2 separate regions of the Sus scrofa genome follow, and region 2 is linked to region 1. A link is a contact called in public promoter capture Hi-C data. All regions are on one chromosome and are shown on one strand. Each heading gives the region's core, a stretch centred on a gene start, on an enhancer-like site or on the middle of the called end of the contact. The rest is flanking DNA. Distances are from core to core; before and after follow the strand shown. Region 1 overlaps RBM33 (RNA-binding protein 33). Region 2 holds the start of RBM33 (RNA-binding protein 33).

The links. Promoter capture Hi-C pulls out the DNA fragments that hold promoters and counts their contacts.
Region 2: a contact with region 1 is called in a promoter capture Hi-C map of liver, with 2.5 times the contacts expected there. The contact joins the promoter of RBM33 here to the enhancer-like site in region 1. A contact is called at or near these places in 2 of 5 promoter capture datasets (fetal liver and liver), 8 of 47 Hi-C or Micro-C datasets (blood, embryonic fibroblasts, liver and 2 more) and 2 of 2 datasets of contacts at active chromatin or transcription factors (alveolar macrophages and skeletal muscle).

What each region holds. Positions count from the first base shown.
Region 1 is chr18:2,631,995-2,636,516 of Sscrofa11.1, reverse strand. RBM33 (RNA-binding protein 33) reads left to right here. Exons shown (of 20, transcript XM_021079037.1): 6 at 3,253-3,424. Among named protein-coding and RNA genes, the nearest start is that of RBM33, 42 kb to the left of the region's middle. Within about 2 kb of position 2,661, at least 2 of the 83 cell types and tissues checked have an H3K27ac peak or open chromatin away from gene starts, as enhancers often do. A contact at or near this core is called in liver, where this site is marked.
Region 2 is chr18:2,674,060-2,678,581 of Sscrofa11.1, reverse strand. RBM33 (RNA-binding protein 33) reads left to right here and starts at 2,378. Exons shown (of 20, transcript XM_021079037.1): 1 at 2,378-2,523. The coding sequence starts at 2,481.

The sequences.
Region 1 (4,522 bases), core at 1,412-3,911:
ATCCTTGATGTGGTTCAGGGCTAAACTGGACCCCGAGACTTGAACCACGAGTTTGCATTCTAGGACAGTGCATCTCTCCAAAAAAAAAAAAAAAAAAAAATTTTTTTTTTTTTTTTTTTTTTACCTTGCTCAACCCTTCCTTCCAGTCCTGACCAAGTGGCATGTGTCTCTTGGAGAGAGTCACGTAAGTGGAGTGGCTGCAGGATGTCACCTGCGACTCAGCATGACGCCTCTGCTTTCTTCCCAGTCATTGCATCAGTCGCGATCCTTTTGGCGGCGGAAAGGTTGTATTCCCCGGTTTGGATGGACCGCAGTTTGTCTTTCCGTTCACTGTTGTGTCTGTTTTTGGTGATCCAGAAGAGAGTTGTAAACATTTCCCTCCAGGTTTTTACATGAACATAAGTTTTCTTTCTCTTTCCCCCCTATACTTTTGAACATACATTTTCACTTCTTTGGGGTGAATACCTAGCAGTGGGATTGTTGCATCATAGGCTGGAATAGTTTGTTGGTTTGTTTCTGGTAGCCTGTAGTATTTCTTTCAAAGAAACAATTTTTACCTTATCTTTGTTGTATTTAGATTTCTTAGATGGAGATTTGGGTGTAGAATAGACTGCATTAATTTCAGTACTGTCATGTTTTACGTTAAGCTTGGCTTGGAAAGTGTTGGAACTATAATTAGTATGAATGGTTGAATTGGAAATGACTATTGTAATAGAATCTTTGCTTTATTGGCTGTCATTTCTTTTCCTTCTCTGTGGCCTTGCTGCTTAAAGTGTCTGTGGACCTGCCTGTTGGCTTAACCTGGAGCTTATTAGAACTGCAGAAGGTCAGGCCCCACCCTGACCTGCGGAATCAGAATCCGCATCTCAGCAGGATTCTTAGTGATTGGCCCCACCTTGAATTTGAGAAGCACTGCTCTGGAGCCTTAATGGAAGTGGAGAAGGATATTTTCTAAATGAATATGATATTTTCATATTCAGTATGACTGAAATAACGGTATTGAACCAACAAAATGCCATTACACCACAGCTCACGGCAGGGTTGGATCCTTAACCCACTGAGTGAGGCCAGGATCGAACCCGCATCCTCATGGATGCTAGTCGGATTTTTTTCTGCTGTGCCACAATGGAAACTCCCATTTTTTTTTTTTTTTAAAGTTTACAAAAAGTAAACTTTACTTTTGCTCAGTTGGAGTGGAGTGCAGTAGAAACAAGCTGAGTCTGTCTCACATGTCACTTGTTCTTGGTTTCAGATATTCAGTATGACTGAAATAACGGTATCGAACCAACAAAATGCCAGTGTTTTGGCATTTTAAAATTCTTAAGTATGCTGCATGTCAGAATGCTGAAGGGTGTTTTTGCAGTCATTGGCTAAAAGTTGCAGTTTACATTTATCATTTGATTTTCAGGCATTCGACCTCCTGAAGATATGTCTCTGCTTTAGGATTTCTAGCAATGCGTGTGTGCATTTTTTACACAGAAAATGGTGAAGAATACAAAATGATTGTATCAGCTTATTTTAATTTTTCTCTTGCACATTTTCTAATGAAGTTAGAAACTCATGTTTCTCTTAAGAATAAAGGATATTGGAGTTCCCGTCGTGGCGCAGTGGTTAACGAATCTGACTAGGAACCATGAGGTGGCGGGTTCAGTCCCTGCCCTTGCTCAGTGGGTTAACGATCCAGCGTTGCCGTGAGCTGTGGTGTAGGTTGCAGACGCGGCTCGGATCCCACGTTGCTGTGGCTCTGGTGTAGGCCGGTGGCTACAGCTCCGATTTGATCCCTAGCCTGGAAACCTCCATATGCCGCGGGAGCAGCCCAAGAAATAGCAAAAAGACCAAAAAAAAAAAAAAAAGAGTAAAGGATATTTAAAAATTATGAATGAAGAGAATAAAGGAGCCATTTCTGTTTTTTGGGGGGGCTGCAGCTGAGGCATATGGAGGTTCCCAGGCTAGGGGTGGAATCGGAGCTACAGCTGCCGGCCCACGTCACAGCAATGCCAGATCCAAGCTGCATCTGTGACCTTCACCACAGCTCATGGCAGGGTTAGATCCTTAACCCACTGAGTGAGGCCAAGGATCGAACCTGCATCCTCATGGATGCTAGTCGGTTTTTTGCTGCGCCACAATGGGAAACTCCCATTTTTTTTTTTTTTAAGTTTACAAAAAGTATTTAATGAACCTAGTAGTCAGTAGGTACCTATTTATTACCTAACAGCTCACCAAAACCTTCTGTGAGGTGGAAGTTAGTGTTAAAAGGAACATGAGTGAAAGTAATACAACATCGTAAGTCGTCTGTACTCCAATAAAATTTTTTTAAAAAAGAAACATGCAATTGTTGAAAAAATTACTTTTGGTTTGGGTCTAGATTAGGCAAAATTCTTATAGGAATCCTGCTACAATGAAATAGAAAATAAATCTGGTTTAGTGTGAGGTGAACGGAGAAAAAACATAGTTTTGCAGTCGTAATAGTCTGAGCTCGAGGTGGTAGTGAGTGAACACTAGTCAGTGGGATGAAGTAGAAAGGGATGAGGTCTGATACAGGGAAGATTTTGGAGGCCGAAAAGAAACTCCGTCAACCCAACAGCAGATGAGTGCTTGCCTGGCACTGGAATCCACGTAGGCGGGGTCAGGAAGTAGAGGAAATGCAGCGCCTCTGAAACGGGAGGAGGGTTGTCATCTGGTGTTAGTTTCAAGGCAGGTTATGTGCTACTAAGCTCGTGCAACTCTAGTGTTAGTTCAGTTAATACATTGAACTTTGCTAGATCTGGGGTAGATTTGAGGCCAGCAGGGATTTTTGGAACTCACGTTTGTTCTCTTAGAAGTGTAAGTAGCAACAAGGTATAAGACTTGGTCAAACTAGGAGTAGGACTTTGAATTTTTTCTAACATTTCCTTTTTCTTTTCTTTTCTTTTTTTTTTTTTTTTTTTAAAAAACTTTTATTTATTTGTTTATTCTGACTGTGGAGTGGAGCGGCTTAATGTGGGATCCCAGTTCCCAGACCAGGGCTTGACCCTGGGTCACCATGTGGAAGCGTCCCCCTGGAACACCAGGGAACTCCTGGAACAGTGTTAATTGTTAATGTTTGATTTTCTCCTGGAATCAGTGTACTGTTTCACACGGCTTTATAAAGAGGACATTTTGCAGCACTTTTACATTTTAAATAGAAAGAGTTTTTATGTCTGTATATGCAACCATTCTTCAGTATTGAAGTGAACTCACTTTCCCTTTGTTTTTTGTGTGTCTGCAATTTAGGGAAGCATGGAAACTTTGGAGCTGCAGAAGGACGTAAAAGAAGAGTCCGATGAAGAAGACGAGGATGATGAAGAATCGGGACGATTACGTTTCAAAACTGAAAGGAAAGAAGGAACAATTATTAGGCTCTCAGATGTAACTAGAGAGAGAAGGAACATTCCAGAAACTTTGGGTAACTTCTTTTGCCTGTCTCCCATCCCATTTCAGCTTCCTCCCATTCAAGTTCATTCGCATTTCACCTTCCTCCATAGTACTGTTACAGTTAATCAAATACTTAAAAAAAAAGCTGACTTACGGAGTATTGTTTGTGGCGTCCAGAGAGTGGATGGTCCTGTGAGGTTGGAGCTGTGTTGTGGTGCTGTAAAAACCATTCTATAAAAATGGCTTCCTTCTGGATTAAAAGATGTTTGAATAAAATATTTGATTTTTTTAAAAATAGTTTTTCCATTGGAGCCTGTGGCCTAGACCTGCTATCATGCGTACCCAGTGGTTCCTGCTGGCTCTGGAAGGGGGTGTGGGGTAGGGCAGGGCCATTTTACCCTTCCCAAGACTCTCCAGGTTGCCTGGGCCTATTTTGGACCTCTTAGGGTCATTATAACCTTCTCTTCTGTGTATTCTTTTTCCATGTGCCATTCTCCTCAGTGTTTACTGAGACAAGGTGACTTGTTTGTAGACATGATCAGCGGCACATCATTCCTTTTAAAGACGGACAGCAGGCTGTTGCTAGTCAGTGAGCCTCTTGCAGTATTGACCCTACTTCCCGCTCTTCTACGGGTCTCTCTGGTGCCCGTTGCAGAGAAGGAAGCGGTGGCTCTCAAATTTGAGCAGCAGAATCACCCAGAAGGCTTGTTAAAACGTATTTCGGGACCCACCCTCGGCTCCTCTGATGGAGTGGGTTTAGGGTGGGGCTCAGGAAAGTTGCGTGTCTGATGAGTTCCCAGGTGACGCTGTTCCTGCTCCTGTGGAACCCATACTCGGAGGACCACTAGGATGTTCCATATTCCGGGGGGGAGGGTGGAAGGTACAAGGACGGAGGGTTGTACCTGTTCTCTGGTCTTGGTCTAAATAAAAAAATCAAGAAAACATTTCTTTTTTTAAAGATTCTTTTCTTCATTAGTTACTACCTTTATGAAAACCGTTATTTGTGGCTGTTTTCAGTTGAAAACATGAACCTGCGTATTTAGGCGGCAGATTACGAAATCTCTGTGAGGGCACTAAGCTGCCAAGATGCCCAGGTTAACAGCAGTGGGCCGGTCTTAGCGTCTGCTTT
Region 2 (4,522 bases), core at 1,129-3,628, 42 kb before region 1:
CAAGCCATAGCTTCAACCTACAGTTGTGCCACAGCTGCAGCAACACCAGATCCTTAACCCACTGTGCCATGGCAGGAACTCCAACAATGACATTTTAAAACAATTTTCTCTTTGCTCCTTTGTTTTGAAGCAATAAAAACTTACCAAGTTCAACAGACAGTAAAATAAAACACTTTTATTCTGAACCACTTGAGAATAAGTTCATGACTTATGCCCTGTCACCCCAAGTACTTGTGTAAAAGGAAAGAACCAATCTGACTCCACATTGGATTTTTTTTTTTTTTTACTTTAACCTTTGTACTCTATTGAGTTTACTGTACGTTAATCACTAAAAGAATGTTGCCTATAACTTGAAATATGCAGGACAGCCCATTCTCAAGGATCTGATCTTTAAAGGTCTAACACTTCTCCATCCATGTAGCAGAAAAAAAAGCTGCAGAATAGAGAGTAGCGTTTGTCTTGGTGGAGATTTATAGGAAGACTGTGACCAGACCCAGGGGACAGCTTCAAGAACAAAGGATTCTGGTACCAAGAAGTTTGCAACAAGCAACCACAACCGTTCCTCTTTTAGTATAAAAGAAGGCGGTTCTTTGTGACGTGATCTTCTTGGTCTGCTGGCTTGGTGAATACAACGACTTGTCTCTCCGTTTATTGGCCTGGCATGGGAAAGTGGTATGAGAGTGGTAACAGTTTAGTCTGCACTCTCTACAAAGACATACCACTTACAATCATCAAAATAAGGAAGTTAATTTTGCTGTATTACTCCCATCTTATCTTCAGACTCTGGATTTTTGCAAGTTGTTTCAATAACATTCATTACAGTGAAAGGATCCAGTTCAGAATCATGTATTGGATTCAGTGGTCATGTCTTTTTTTTTTTTTTTTTTGTCTTTTTAGGGCTGCACCCACAGCATAGGGAGGTTCCCAGGCTAGGGGTCTAATTGGAGCTGTAGCTGCTAGCCTACGCCAGAGCCACAGCAACGCCAGATCCGAGCTGCATCTGCGACCTACACCACAGCTCATGGCAACACCAGATCCTTAATCCGGCCAGGGATCGAACCCAAAACCTCATGGTTCCTAGTCAGTTTCCTTTTCGATGTCCCACGACAGGAACTCCGGTCATGCCTTTTCTTCTTCAGTCTGAAACACGTCCTCTGGTTTGGCTTTCATAATTTTGACACTCGAAGATTAAAGGCCAACTGTTTTGTGGTATGTCCCCCATTTTTTTGGTCCTTACTTTTTCGAGATTAGACTCAGTGAGGTATCTGTGACAGGATTTTATCACAGAAGCGATGCTGTTTCTTCTTACTGCATCCTTTCCGGTGGCACACAATTCAGATTTACCCCATTCCTGAAAATTTTTACTTCCTTCAGTTAAGGTGTTTCAGAGGCTTTTCCACCTGAAATTATTCTTTTCCACTAACAGTGCAGCGCTCCCCTGTGCCACTTGCAATTCTGGAATCCTAAGAAGTCCTTTGACACCTCCGAGCCAAGGTCTTTGCTCAGCCTTCTCTTTCCACCCTTTCCTTTCCCCATAAGCCCTACATTCATTGTTACTGAAGCAACCTTTGCAGCTTGCGTGTTCTTAAAGGCCTCATTACATCCGCACCGGTCTTCCCCGTCCCCAACTGCCAACAAGTCAGAAGTCGCCTTCGGATGCCTGATCCCAAGCATCCCTCAGCCTTCTACAACTCTTATCTCCCAGGACCCTTCCCTTAAGGTCACTTGTTAGCATCCCGCTGTGGACAAGTCTTGCGGCTCAAACGCTACCTCTCGCGCACATGTCGCTACGGCGGCCGTTCCGGCCGCACCCGCTCAGCGCACCTGCCTCCGCCGCAGACCCCCCAGTGCGCATGCCCGGCACCACCCCCACGGCGTGCTCGTCCCCGCTGTCAGCCCGCAGCGCAGTTTACTCCGCCCCCCGCCGCGCGCCGCACAGTCCAGACACAGAAAGCAAGCTCCGGCCCCATTACCGGGCGCGGGATCTCCTCCCTCACTCTTCCAACGGGACCTCCGCCGGCCGTAAAGCTCGGCGCCAACTGCTGCAAAGCGACTCACGACAGAGCCCGGGGCCGAACTACGGCGGGCCGCCGCCCCCGCCCCCTTCAAACATTGGGGTTTCTGGAGCGGAACGAGGCGGCCGCTGGTGTGTTTGCCTTCCGCCCTCGGCCTGCGTCCCTCGGAGGCGGCTCGGAGCCGCCGCGGCCTGCAGGGGAGGCCCCGCGCCGGTGCCTCCCGGCCGCCATCATCCCGGCGTGCACCTCGGCGGCGGGCCGAGCCGGCGGCCATGTTGCGATAGTTTGTTGTTTTCTTCCTGCGGAGGAGCAGGCCGGAGGGGCCCGCGACCCGCCGGCCGCGCCGCCCCCCGCGCCCCCGGCCCGGCCCGCCGCCCCGGCCCGCCGCCCCCCGTCCTCCCTGCGCGTCCCCGGGCCCCGGCTGGCTTGGTGGGGCGAGGCTGAAGGCCGGGCCCAGTGCACACCATGGCGACCGCCCTGGGAGCGGGCGGAGGAGCCGGCGCCGGAGGTAAGGGAGGCGGCGCCGCGCGGGAGGCGGCTGTGGCGGTGGGGGTTCCGGGGGCCGCTCCTGGCCGTCGGGGGTCTGGTCCCCTGAGAGGCGGGCGGGGGTCGGGCCTCGGCGTGCCCGCCGCCCTGGCGTCGCCAAGCGCCAGGCCCACCGGAGGCGGGGCGCCGGCCTGGGTGGGGGGCAGCTGTGGCCCCGGGAGGGTGGTCCCGACGGTTCCGGGAGGTTTCCAGGCCGGTGCCGCAACCGGGCCAGACCGAGGACGGGTTCTGAGAGAGCGGTCTCCGCGAGCTGCTCTCGTGCTCTGGGAGCTCCTCAGTCGTGGGGTACGAGCCCACTAGTGCTGGGTTATCAGCACCTTGCAGACGTGGGAACCGGACCGAAGAGGTTTAGATACCGGTGCAGTGCCTTTGGGTGTTTCCTTCGTTGTCCAAGCGTAGATGAGTTCGAGAGGGTACTTAGTGAAAACACATTTCAGGTAAAATCACTTTTTGGTTGGAACCCCATTTTGTGGATGGAGGGCTTTTTTTTTTTTTTTTTTTTTTAATAATGGGAAAAAAAACCCACTTGAAAGTGACTTGTATGACTGTTCGAAAACTTTGATGAAGGAGCCCCTTAGATGATGAAAGTATGAACCGCGACAGCATTTGAGGTTGTTTTCGTTATTGAGACGTGTAACCATCCTTTTGTGTATTTTTTTTTTTTTTTTAGTGATGCTTGCTTATGAGCACGTTGCCATAGTCCTGCCTAGGACTTTGAGACGCTGCTTTGGCAAAATGAGACCAAACGCAGCAATGTCGCTCCTGGCAGTACGATTTGGTGTAGACTTTTTATTTATTTATTTATTTTTTGGTCAGATGACTTTTGCGTGTTAGAGCTGAAGCTTTCCAGTTAAAGTTTGAAAAGATGTGTTCTTTTCTTAGTTGGTTGCTTTCTGGCGGTCAAAGTCGTGGTTTTGTATCCTTGTCACAGTATAGTCTGGAAACTCCTGGGTCAGGACTGGTTTCATTAATGCTAAGGTTATTTGCATGTTTCACCCCTCTGAGCATCGAGGAGTTTTCCCGAGGCTGTGTGACACGTGAACGCTTTGTCGTGTAGACGGGTGAGGGAATGTGTTCTTATGTTTTCATGTTTCTCATTTTTACTTTCGAAGGAAGCAAATGTCAGTGAATGCAGTCCACAGAAACAGAAGCTTTTTGGCGGCCTCAGTAAATCTGAGTCCAGAAAGTTTGGGAATTGCTATTTTAGGGGGTTAGGTAGGCTTGATCCTTTGTGATTTTTCCCTAGTGCCTGGTTTCCCATCGCTCTTAGTCTAAAGGCAGACTCGAGGCACCGAGGCGCGTGAGTTCTGCAGGCTCGGCCCCCCGCCTCCCCAGGCTGTTGGTCAGCCTGCCCTCCCTCTGGTCTCCTTCAAGCTCCTTGCCAGGCCGATCTTCTGTCCCACGTGTGTCTATCTCTTCCTTTCGTGCCTCCCTCTCCTTGGTTCGGTGGCACCCTAGTTTCTTCAGAACATTTATGGCAGTTTGTAATTTTATTTGGTTATTTCCTTTTTTAAAACGTCTCTTCTTAACAAGACTATGTTAAGTAGTCTGTAAGCCCCTTGAGGACAGGAATGCTGCATGTTTTACCTTCCTTGTATTCCAAGTTCCTGGCATGTTCAACAAATATTTGAGGAGTGAATGAAAGTGAAAACTTTTCTCTCTGAATCCCTTTGCACCCTGTTGGCAAACGTAAGTTGCACATTTACAGCTGTGTGGCCTTTTACGGTTTAAGGTGGAATCACGTATTCCTTAGTTGGCTTTGTTCACGTAGGATTAGGTCTTGGCATGGAGTTCCTGTTGTGGTGCAGCGGAAATGAATCTGACTAACATCCGTGAGGATGCAGGTTCGATCCCAGGCCTCACTCAGTGGGTTAAGGATCCGTTGTTGACATGAGCTGTGGTGTAGGTCGCAGACATGGCTCGGATCCTGAGTTGCTGTGGTTGTGGTGTAGGCCAGCAGC